2 separate regions of the Hordeum vulgare genome follow, and region 2 is linked to region 1. The links are chromatin contacts, called in public Hi-C maps. All regions are on one chromosome and are shown on one strand. The core of a region is the stretch at or near the end of the contact, and the rest is flanking DNA. Distances in the headings are between cores, read along the strand shown. Region 1 has its middle 74 kb from the start of LOC123397892. Region 2 has its middle 140 kb from the start of LOC123395592.

Region 1 (5,698 bases), core at 86-2,585:
GGACTCCACTAGCACTTTTTTATTAAGATTTTTTGTACATGCACGTTAAATCTCCCTGGATCCACCCTAGTGGTAGTGCAGATCGGCTGCCTGGCTTCTTTGACTTTCCGCCCTTGTTGGTGCACTCGAGCTGGCTCGTCTTGCCTTTCGTCATTGCAGCGGCGGCGGAGGCATGTCAAAGCAGCACCTGCGAGGCAGAGGTGGAGAGGAAGCAAGGGAGAGTCACAGAAAAGCGTCGCTCCAACCCTAACGTTGGCCAGATTTATAACCGCCCGAGTGAGTCACTGACTGGTGGACCCGCTGGATCTCTGTCTATCCCAATAACAGAGGAGGCACGATATGTGGCGATAAGGGCGATGCGATAATCGAGGCATCCATGTCCCACTTGCCTTGGTTATTGTGTGATCGTCACGCAGCGTGCGCTAACCAAAATTTCGAATTCCGTGAAATCCGGACCTGACAAAGTGACCCGTCACATCTCAAGATCTCGTTAGCCACTCGGATCAACCTCAATGCTTAAATTCACTCGGACGTGCTTCACAACAGAATCGATCAGGGTGAATGATGAAGACTTCAGTCGGCGCACAATTCTATTAAGCTCGGAAGTACGTTCAAGATCGGTATGCCTCGACAGAATCTCCATCGACCCCTTCCTTACTCAAACACCGATCCATTCGGGGGCTAATGATGGGGATATGTACCTAGGGTAGGGTCACATGCCTGACCTAGATGTCCTACCTAAGGGTACCTCATTAAAGACTTGAAGGCCACAATTAAGATTCCGACTGGATATCCATAGCGTATAAGTCACTCGGTAAGAGATCATCGGAGTATTTTTCCCTTCACTCGACAACCAACTTCCACTCGAAAGAAGCCAGTCAACACAGAAGACCAGAAGCCACTCCAGGGAGGCCAACAGGCGAGCGTTCGGCTGGTCGTCATAAATAACATTAAGTACATACGTTATGAGTAACGTACACCTTTAAACTCCATTGATCGAAACCTCAGATGCTGGGCCTTGATGAGGGGTAGCACACTCTATATAAGCCACCCCTCCCCTCTCGCACAAGGGTTCACACCCCTGTAACACGCATTTGACACTGCAAGAGCTCCCGAGCACTGAGACATAGAGTTGTTACCTCTACGAGAGGGGCCTGAACTCATACATCTTACGTACAAGCTTGTCGTAGCTAGGACTCTGCCCTCTCCTTTCGTACCTTACACCTTTACTGTTAGATTTATTCCAACGACACCCCGCACTCTTGTCCACGCCTCCATCCAGCCTTATCTAGTTATCTTTTCAGCCACCCGTCCTCATCTTCGTCTCCCCCACACCTTCTTCTTCAGATACGCAGAACTCCTAAAACAGTCCCTCGCCTTGCTCACGTGAGCCATAGTGCGGGTGGGCCGCCGCGTTGGTAAGATGGCCCTTGCCGGTGGGAGTCCCGGTGCCGCGAGGCCGCTCGACGGAACCACCGAGTGTCTCCTCCTTCATTCACGGGCTCAGCACCCGCCCACCTCACCAGAGCTTCAACGCCTCTCCTTCTCCCTCCTTTCTCCTCCTCACCTGCCTCTCAGCTTTTTCTTTTCCCTTGGTCATGCAGGGAGCACTAATGGAGCCTTGCTGCCGGCGCCCGTCCTCCCCTGCGTCTGGAGGGAGAACACACAGAGTCTCGCTGCCACTTCTGCTTTCCATTGCTCCTTGACGCAAAATCGACGACTTCCATGTGCGGGGGCAGGCGGAAACCGGCGCTGGCAAGTAGGCAGTGGAGCACGTCGACGGATCCGTGGTGGAGGTCATAGGCGTCGAGGCCGAGTAGCTCCAACCACATCGAGCCGACACAAGGAAGAGGGAAGATAACTTTGCAACAATGCCATGCCTGTGGTCCGGCTCTCCCCTCCGCCTTTGGCCGTTTCTTTGTTTTTTCGTTGCGCGGGGCTCCACCAGCCTACTGGTCGCTCCAGCGTGGCCTGACCACCAACGAATCGACCGTGAGGCTCCGAGTCCTGCATAATGCAGTTTTTTTTAACCTTTTTCGAGACCTAAATAAAAGGACCACAATTTAAACACAAAAGATAAAAATCAAGGCGTACGGGACAGACCAGCTGACGAAAAAGAATGGAGAACCAATCGCCCCTTTAATATTAGGTAAAATAAGGTCATGCAATCAATTCATAATTCGATGGCCTTGGACATGTCAGTTCTTTGGTGATATTCTAGTCCTTTAGATATCTATTTGTGGACTCCTTTCATATCAAGTTCGGTCCAACTGATCTTTCTTGCATTCTCGGCACACTTTAGCCACCCGCTAGGCACTTGAGCTTCTAGAGGCCTGCGCTAAATATGTCCTAATCATTTTAGACAATGTTGGACAAGCTTCTATTCAATTGATGAAGTAGTAACTGTATCCCGTATATCATCATTCCTGGCCCGATCCTTTTCTTGTGTGGTCACACATCCATCTCAACATGCGCATCTCCATGGCACCTAATTGTGCAACATGTCATCTTTTAGTTGGAACTTTCAACGCCATACAACATCGTGGATCCAATCGCCGTCCTATATAACCCGCTCTATAGCTTTTATGACACTTTTGTCACATACAATGTCAGAAGCTTGGATCCTCTTCATCCATCCGATTTTGATTCGATGGCTCACATCTTGATCGATATCACCATCCTTCTGCATCATTGATCCCAAATACTGAAAGATGTCTTTCTGAGGTATCACCTGCCCATTGATACGTCTCTGACGTATCTGTAATTTTTGATTTTTTTATGTCATCATCGTACCAAATTTGCACACCGTTGGCAACAATTTTTTTTTAGACTAACCTATTAATTCAGTGTCGAGTGCCAGTTTCTATTTTTTACATGTTTTTGGTTTAGCATAAAATCCATATCTACGAAGGTCTAAACACGATAACAATTTATGATAAACTTTTGTGGAATATATGTGATTTTTGTGCAAGAATCAATGCAAGACGAGGCCCTTGGGCTACACAAGTGCAACCCCCAGGGCATGGGCCCCAGGATTGTCGCCAAACCGTAGGTCGGTTTGACCTCTCCTTTGGGCGTAAGGAAGCCTATTATGAGGGAAAGATTGTGTTAATATTTTAGTCCGATCGGAGTTATGAATCTCTGTCTATTTAAGAAATGGTGTTCCACCCTAAAATAAAACCGAAACAGAGAAGAAACTCAACAGAAAAAGAGGAGAGATCCAATCTCGAAGGGGATCCCTCCTAAAAGAGCATATTTCTCTCTCGAGCTCATGGTTTTGGTGATTGATGAGCATTTCATATATTCTTATTTATATGACACAAGACGGTTTATTCCCCTTGGTGCTAAAAAGAGCGAAGACGGATTTTCGATGTTTATTTTCGGTTGCTTTGAGTCATACGAAATTTGTACTATAAAGATGTGATCCCTTTGGAAAGGTATGGTGGATTCAACACATACATAACCACATATGCACCCACATACCCTTCCCACTTCGTGGAGTATTCAACCATTGTTGCTTCGGAATTTTGGGAGCATCCAAGCGGTAGTACTACACTAGTCCACGATAGTACCGCTTAGTACTTCTGTAATCGACTATCGCTGGTGGTACTGCTTTGGAAATGCCCCTCGATGCAACTCTTTATTGCCCATTCTTAATTAATGGTAGTCGAGCGGTAGTACCGCTTTTTCTGGTACTTCCGCTCGCTACTATCGGCTCTAGTACCACTTCTGAACGAGGTTTTTGTTGCGGTACTTCCACTCGCTAGTATTTCCGGTAGTACCACATGCATGTTTTTTTTTGCCCTTTGCAGCACTTACGATACTACGACGGTAGTTCATGCCGCTCCGGGGAGCACTTCAGTATCGTAGTTCCACTAGGCCAAGCAATCCTAAGTGGTGGTACCGCTTGGATGGATGGTAGCACCGCTTTGACGACAATATCGCTCCAATACGTTGTCTCACTGGCGCTTGGCTGGTACTACTGCCTTAAACGGTAGTACCGCTCCTAGGAGCGCTAGTACCACTTTACTACGGGTTGGGCATATAACGTTTGGATATTTTCCCCCCTATATAAAGTATGACTTCTTCCACAAGAAGACCCACCTCTTATCCCCAAAGCTCCATTGATGCCCTGAATCTCATTTCCACCCGATCTCTCTCCCTAGCCATAAAAATGTTGATCTTCTAGAGTATGAAGGAGAGGGCCTCGATCTACACTTCAACCAAGATATATTTGATTGACCAATTAATTCCTTGTTGATCCTGTTACTCTTGGGTGTTTGGACACCCTAGACGGAAGAGTTCACCTCGAATCCACATTCCATTGTGGTGAAGCATTGTGATGGTGTTGGGAGCCTCCGATTAAGTTATGGAGATTGCCTACAAGGGCACGACTTCTACTTATGATGGCGTTGGGATTTTCCCCGAAGAGGAAGGGTGATGTATTAAAGTGAAAAAAGTATTTTCCTTTGTTAAGAACCAAGATTTATCGAACTAATAGAAAACCACGCAAACGAATAGTCGACAGTACCTGCACATACAGAAACAAATACTTGCACCTAACACGAGCAAGAGGGTTGTGAATCCCCTTATACTCGTTAATTTCAAGGATTAATTCTCATAGTGTAGGACATATAATTATAAATAAAAAGGTAATAAATTACAACAAGTATAGTTTTATATTTTTGATAAATATAGTTGTTGAATGGACCCGGGGGCCATAGTGTTCATGAGAGGCATTTCACTGATGAGCATAATAACAGTGGGTGAACAAATTAGTGTTGAGAAAATGATATAAAAGAAAATAATTATGATGTTATTCATGTCATGATCAATATACAGGCATTATGTCAGTGACAAGTAGACTGAAACGATTCTGCATCTACAACTATTACTCCACCAATTGACCGCTATCCAACATACATCTTTGGTACTCAGTTCATAACAAATAGAGTAATGCTTGGAGCATGATGACATAATGTAGAAAAAGTAAGATTAATTAATATGTTCGAACCCCGTCTTTTTGTCCATAGTAACAATAATACAAATATGTGCCTCGCTACTCCTCTGTCATAGAGTAAGGACACTGCAAGATTGAACTACTACTATGCACCCGTGTGAAGATCTACTCATTAACTTGGCCAAAGTAACCTTATAGATTAGAAAGAGTGCATAGCTATATGAAATCACACACAATAAATCTCAGAATAGACTATATACTTTCATATTACATTGAAAAAATTACATTCAAATAGGTATTCGAAAAGATCATTGCATTGAGGATCAAACAGGAGAGGGAGAGAGAGAGAGGGAGAGAGAGAGAGAAAGAGCGAGCGAGCGAGAGAGAGAGAGAGAGAGAGAGAGAGAGAAAGAGAGAGGGAGGGAGAGGGAGAGAGGGGGGGGGAGAGAGAGCTACAACTATGGACCCCATAGGTCATGGTGGACGTACTCACACATCATTGTGGAGGTAGCAAGGTTGATGAAGACGACCTCCGTGATGGTTCCCCCATCCGACGGAGTACCTGAAAAGGCCTCCAGATGGGATTGTTGAAGAATAGAGGCTTCAGGCGGCATACAATTTTGTCGTGTGCTCCTCTAGGGTATTTGGAATATATGTGAATTTATAGGCCATAGAATAGGGAGATCGAAGCCATATGACCCCCATAAGGCCTTGTTTGGCACACAGGGATTGAAGGGG
Region 2 (6,254 bases), core at 3,203-5,702, 82 kb after region 1:
GGAGGTGGTCCTTCTTAAGTTCGATTTCACTAAAGCGTTTGATACAGTTGAACACTCGGCCATGATCACCATCATGCAACATATGGGGTTTAATTCGAAGTGGATCCAATGGATCCAATGCATCTTCTCGTCAGGGAAATCATCGGTATTACTGAATGGCGTCCCTGGTAAACAGTTCCCCGCAGATGTGGAGTAAGACAGGGAGACCCCCTCTCACCATTGCTATTTGTGCTGGCGGCTGATCTCCTCCAAACGGAGATTAACAAACAATTGAATCTTGGCTTATTATCTCACCCTATTGATCCAAGAGGTGATGCTACATTTCCAATGATTCAATACGCCGATGACACCATCATCATCATGCAGGCGTGTACTGTCCAAGCTGCGCGAATGAAACGAATACTGGACGATTTCGCCACGACGATAGAGCTCAGGATTAACTATCAGAAATCAACCCTAGTTCCTATCAATGTGACGCAAGACGGCTACGACAACATCATCTCGATCTTTCGATGTGCACAAGCAACAATGCCATTCACATACCTAGGGCTCCCGCTGTGTACATCTAAACCTACTGTCCTGGACATGACGCCGCTTGTCTGTAAAGCGGAGAGGAAAATCACAGCTGCCATGTCGCTGATGTCGCATGTGGGAAGATTGGCTTTGATGAACTCACTCATCACGTCACTGCTTGTGTACTCAATGGGGACCCTTAGAATTCCCCCAACGACCGTGGAACAATTCGATAAAATCCGAAGGAGGTGTCTATGGAGGAAGAAGACTGAGGATAGGTTTAAAAGTAATGCCCTAGTAGCGTGGGACGCAGTTTGCCGCCCCAAAGAAAATGGCGGCCTAGGGGTCCTGAATCTCAAGTTACAAAATGATGCCATGCTCCTGAAGATGCTTCACAAGTTCTATAACCGAAAAGAGATCCCATGGGTAGCATTGATCTTGAACACGCACTACAGTGACGCAATACCCCATGCGCGAGATCGATGTGGCTCCTTTTGGTGGCGAGAACTAACTAAACTTATGCTGGTGTTCCGAGGGATAACGCGAGTCAGGGCTAACGATGGCCTCTCGACGCTCTTTTGGAAAGATGACTGGAACAATGCTGTATATGCAAAAAAGTTTCCCCGGGCCTTCTCCTTCGCTAGAACTGAAGATGTTTCGGTTCAGACCTTCTTGGGGACAAGCTCACTACAGGAAGCCTTCTTATTGCCGCTGTCGGAACAAGCGCATGAAGAACTCAAGGTGATGCAACATGAAATCAGAGATGTGCGGCTAAACCCTAGAGGAGATGACTGGGTATGTTCCTGGGGAGCTGACACCTTTGCAATTGCGGCATATCAACGGTTCTATTTCAGAGGAGCTACGATGCATGCAGCGTTTAGCCGGCTATGGAAAACAAAATGTGTCCCAAAGATCAAGGTGTTCGGATGGTTCTGGCTGATGGACAGGCTCAACACGAGGAATATGCTCAAACGAAGACATTACAACATCGGGTCTACTCTTAACTGCATGCTATGTGATCGACATGTGGAGGAAACCCTTGAACATCTCCTTTGGAGTGCAGCTTTAGCCAACGTTGTTGGGATATGCTAAACATCAAATGGTCAGATGGACGACATAGACTGGAGATACTGCAACATCAGAGGACAGAACACCCCAGGAACATGTTCATGGAGATTTTCCTAGTGGCGGCCTGGAGTCTATGGAAGGAAAAAAATAACAAGTGCTTTGAGCAAATAACTCCCTCTCTGGGGGCCTGGCAACGTAGATTTGTATTAGACTTCTCCAATCTTAGACACCGTGTGCCTGCTAGCAAGGTGCAAACCATAGATAACATCGTTGCAACCCTAGCTGACACCCCATAATATGTAACTCCTCCCCTGCCCACCTCACCCCCCTCACCCACTCCACCCCCCTCCAATCATGTACATGTGTAACTATTGGCAATATATAGACATGCAGTAGGATTTTATCCTACTGTCTTACACTCAAAAAAAATATTTTGCACCTTTAAAACTTGGATCAAAATAGCAACTTCACTTGCTCACAAATACCACAAAATATATTAAATCAAGGACATTTTTAAAACAGGAAAGGATCAAGTGAAACTTGACATTGCGACGAAATAGAGAGGGGGGAGTTTTCTAAAACCCTAGTGCAAACCAACATGGTTTCCTACTAGCAATTGCACCACTCAAGTCCAATTACACACACACCATCATCACATCACAACTCATGGAACACAAGAACAACAATACAAAGGCAAGGATGAATGTGATGGCATGGATGCATGCACGCAAAAGAGAATAAAACAAGGGAAGCATCACATGAAATATCACATGCATATAACCTCATGTCAATGACAAGTTGGACCCACATAAAGAAGGTTCCAAAAAGGGAAAGATACACTCTTGGGGCATTACAGAGAATCACGACCGGTCAACTACACTATAGAGCTAACATCAGGAGTACGTATGGAGGTGTCACCCTCCGTACTCGATAGTAGCCTTGCATCGTCGTACAACTAAGGGGGTGTGAGTGATGTGACGGGTCTTGGCTCATCAATCAGATGATTGAGACTTGATGAAAAAGGCAGGGGCAACTGGACTAGGGGGGGTAAATGGGAATCACTTCTCCACCTATACTAAGTAGTTTAAAGTGCGGTAGAATAAAGTAGCAGTTCATCAGGAACGGGCTATGCATCAGAATAGGAGCTATCTACAACAGTAGAAAAATCTAATGCAAGCATGAGGAAGAAAGAATAGGCAGCATAGGAATGATCAAGGGGGGTTTGCTTGCCTTGTTGCTCTGCGGCAAAGGGCTGGTCGTCACGAGGATAGTCGTACCTGGCAGCAGCGTCAGTCTCGGGGTCTGTCGGTAAGAAGAGGGGGATAAACAATAAATATAAAGTAGACAAATGCATCACGATGCATGACATGGCAATATGCAGTGCTAGGCATGAGCTAACGTAGTATTACCCATCATAGACGGATTGGGAAAATATCTGAGATATTTCCCGGGTCTCTGGCTACTACCAGACAAGCGAAACGGATGGAAAAGTTCCATATTCGCTATGATAGGGACGCGTGACAAACGAACGGCGTATCCGGATTCGTCTCGTTTTTCTGATCAACTTTCATTTATAAATTATTTTCATCTCACTTACGGATTATTTTATATTAAATTATCAAGGTTTTATTAATATTTTAGAATTAATAGATTTAATTTAATTATAAAAATGATATTATCACATTAGCATGATGTCAGTCAACAGCTCAGTTGACTCGTCAATTTGACCAGTGAGCCCCATTGTCATACAGACTCGCCTAACGAGGGTATATTAAACCCAACTATTGATTTATTAGTAAGGGAACACACATGTCATACACTCACATTCAGTTAATAGAATTAATTAATTAGATTAGGTATAACTAACTTAACTAATTACTTTCATTAATTAGACAAATCAATCAAGGGTTAATTAAGCCAACTAATTAAACACAATTATATAATTAACTCGTTTAATATTATTTACTTATTGTTTCATTTTCATTTTTATATTCATTTTATAGTAATTTATTAATTAAGGCGTTTTACTGGGGGTGACCCCATGGTGGACAGGGAGAGGCCCGGGGCCGAAAGGGGCAGCCGAAAAAGGCAACGACACCGTGGCCGGAAAGGCGACGGCGGTGGTGGTGCCGACGGCCGTGGGACGAGTGGCTGCGGTTTCCGGCAGGGCCAACGGGGCCAACATCGGGGAGCACACGAAGGCGGCTGGCGATGTGCGTGTGGTGGTCGGAGGGCTGCCAGCGGCAGCAGCGATGAGCGGGGCCGGTCGAGCACCACGTGTGTGCGAGCGGCACGAGGGGAACGCGGTCAAGGTGAGCGCGCGGTGCAGCGGGGCCGTAGTGCGGGCGCGGGACAAGGGGGCGAGCAAGGCGGGGGCGCATGGGCGTGGTCTAGTGAGGGAGAGAGGGATGCGAGTGACAGTCGGGGTTTCTCGTCGGTGGGGGCTCGCCGGAGCGAGGGGTTGCACGTTGAGGGGAGGGGGCCATCGGAGGGAAAGAAGAGGAGAGGAGGGGGCGGGTCTCACTGCCGTTGTAGGGGAGTGGCAAACTGCTCCGGGGCGAGGCGGGGGAAACCATTGGTGGGGAAGAGTCGGGGAGGTGGTGCGATGGTGGTCGGTGTCGGCAGTGGTGGCAGTAGAGGACCGCTGAGGTGGGGCAAGGTGGGGCCGACGGCTAGCGCCGGCAAGGGCGGCTCGGGGCGGCCACTAGTCGAAGCGGCGTCGAGGCGGCGCCATGGCCGACATGGCCGGCAGGCACTGGAGCGCTCGGGCGCACAGGAGGGAGAGGGCGTCGCTTGGGTGAGGACGGTGAGGGGAGGGAGTGGGAAAAAGTTAGGGTTGAGGGGTGAGGCCCCTTTATATAGGCTGGGGGTGAGGGGTTGGTGTGGGCCGGTGTGGTGGGGCTGGATGGGCCGGCCGGGGGAAAGGGTGGATAGGCTGGCCTGGCCAGCTGGGCCGAGGCCCCGGGGGAGGTTTATTTTTCTTTTATTCTTCTTATTATCTAAATTTTATTTTATTTGTTTATGTTTGTTTATATTTTAGCTACAAAACACTTTTATAAAATTATGGCATTGGGTCCATAATTTATATTACATTTTTTGACACTGTCACAAAAGTTTGACATTTATTTAAAGGGGTTTGGAGATCTATATGATTTAAAAAGGGCATTAGAATTATTGTTTGGCCTCAGTTTTAATTGTTTTAAGGCCTTTAATTAATCACAAAAATATTGGTTAAAATTTATAATTACGAGTTGATTATTAGCAACCCATCCATGATTTTTAATTTGATGTTTGCAACACTTTTAAATCCACCTTTGAAATGAATTTAAATTGAAAAGTAATTTGAATGCGGGTTTGATTCCAAAAGTGATCATTCTTGGATTACCAAAAATTATTAGCTTAATCACCATGTTACTGTAGCATAATTCGGGGATGTCACAACTCTCCACCACTAAAAAAAATTCTCGTCCCGAGAATTAAGAAGTAGGTGTAAGGGGGAAACGTTTGATTACAAAATTCTAATGAGTCTTCTTATCTTGGTCCCTCTTCTCGAAGAAATTTATCCTTTTTGTTGAATTCTTCAAAAAAACATGTCATCCTAATGAAGTCGCCGTCCTCCCTTCAGGATCTTCACCGTCCTACGAATGGGATAATAGGGGAAAATGTTGGAAGAACATACCTACACAAGTTAGGCATCTGACGGCGAGCTCATGGAAGAAGACATGAATTATTCCTCAAGTTGAAACTCACAGAATTCATTGGGAATAATATGTGATGGTACAAAAGTTTAGAACGATTAGGCAATCGTTTGATGCCTAAACAAATATGAAAGGGGATTTAGAGCAACGGAAATAAGTATTGTGTCTGATACAAGAATACATCGTCCCATTGGACGGTGGCTCTGGATTTCACAAGAAGCAAGGTGCAAAGGATACTTTGGAGTCAAAGATGTACAGGAGAGTCCGGTTTCGATTGTGTGGAGCTTTGGGTTTTCGGCCCATCATGCGGGCCAAGAGTAGGTAGAGAGGTGACATCTTGTACGGTCTTGGTAGCAAGACATGTTAGGGGATAGCCTGTCAGATATGTTTGCAACAACGTCGGTACCAAGGGCGGGGGGACGAATAGAACCATTTTCCTGCTCGTTGAAACGAGGCGGACTAATAGGCAAAGTTCTCGTCCACCGGTGGCTACTGGAATGTTTTCCACAATAGAAAAGGGTCTTACTGATAGAGTTGTATATTGAGGTTTTTTACCTAAGAAAGGAATTATCAATGCTCGGATAAATTAGATTATAAGAAGGTTTAAACAAACCAATAGAAAGGAAAATGTGTTCACACGCAAGTATTTAGAGTATACCATTCTCAAGGAAAATAGAGTATGGTATACATGATAGGTCATCAAGTACATAACCATTTTGATAAAAGGGCAAGGAGAATCATGATGTTTACCCATACCATACGATTTGGATAATTGATTAGGAACAATTTAGCATTGCGCTTCCAATGTTCCTGTTGAAATTTGAAGTACCACATCCGTGCTTCGGGGTAGCATCGAGATGGTCATCACGTAACGGTCGGACCTTGGGTACACAAAGGACCCATCAGGAACAACTTATAAAATAAGTCATACAATTTCCTCACGGGAGAATGGATAACCTTACCAAGGAAGGTAAT

Evidence for each region. A called contact is a pair of places that touch in the nucleus more often than the background predicts.
Region 2: a Hi-C map of seedling shows a contact between it and region 1, with 1.6 times the contacts expected there. The contact joins two enhancer-like sites. A contact is called at or near these places in 3 of 6 Hi-C or Micro-C datasets (leaf and seedling).

What each region holds. Positions count from the first base shown.
Region 1 is chr5H:54,150,581-54,156,278 of MorexV3_pseudomolecules_assembly, forward strand. No RefSeq gene overlaps it. Among protein-coding and RNA genes, the nearest start is that of LOC123397892, 74 kb to the left of the region's middle. Within about 2 kb of position 1,336, at least 3 of the 3 cell types and tissues checked have open chromatin away from gene starts, as enhancers often do. A contact at or near this core is called in leaf and seedling, where this site is marked.
Region 2 is chr5H:54,229,744-54,235,997 of MorexV3_pseudomolecules_assembly, forward strand. No RefSeq gene overlaps it. Among protein-coding and RNA genes, the nearest start is that of LOC123395592, 140 kb to the right of the region's middle. Within about 2 kb of position 4,453, at least 3 of the 3 cell types and tissues checked have open chromatin away from gene starts, as enhancers often do. A contact at or near this core is called in leaf and seedling, where this site is marked.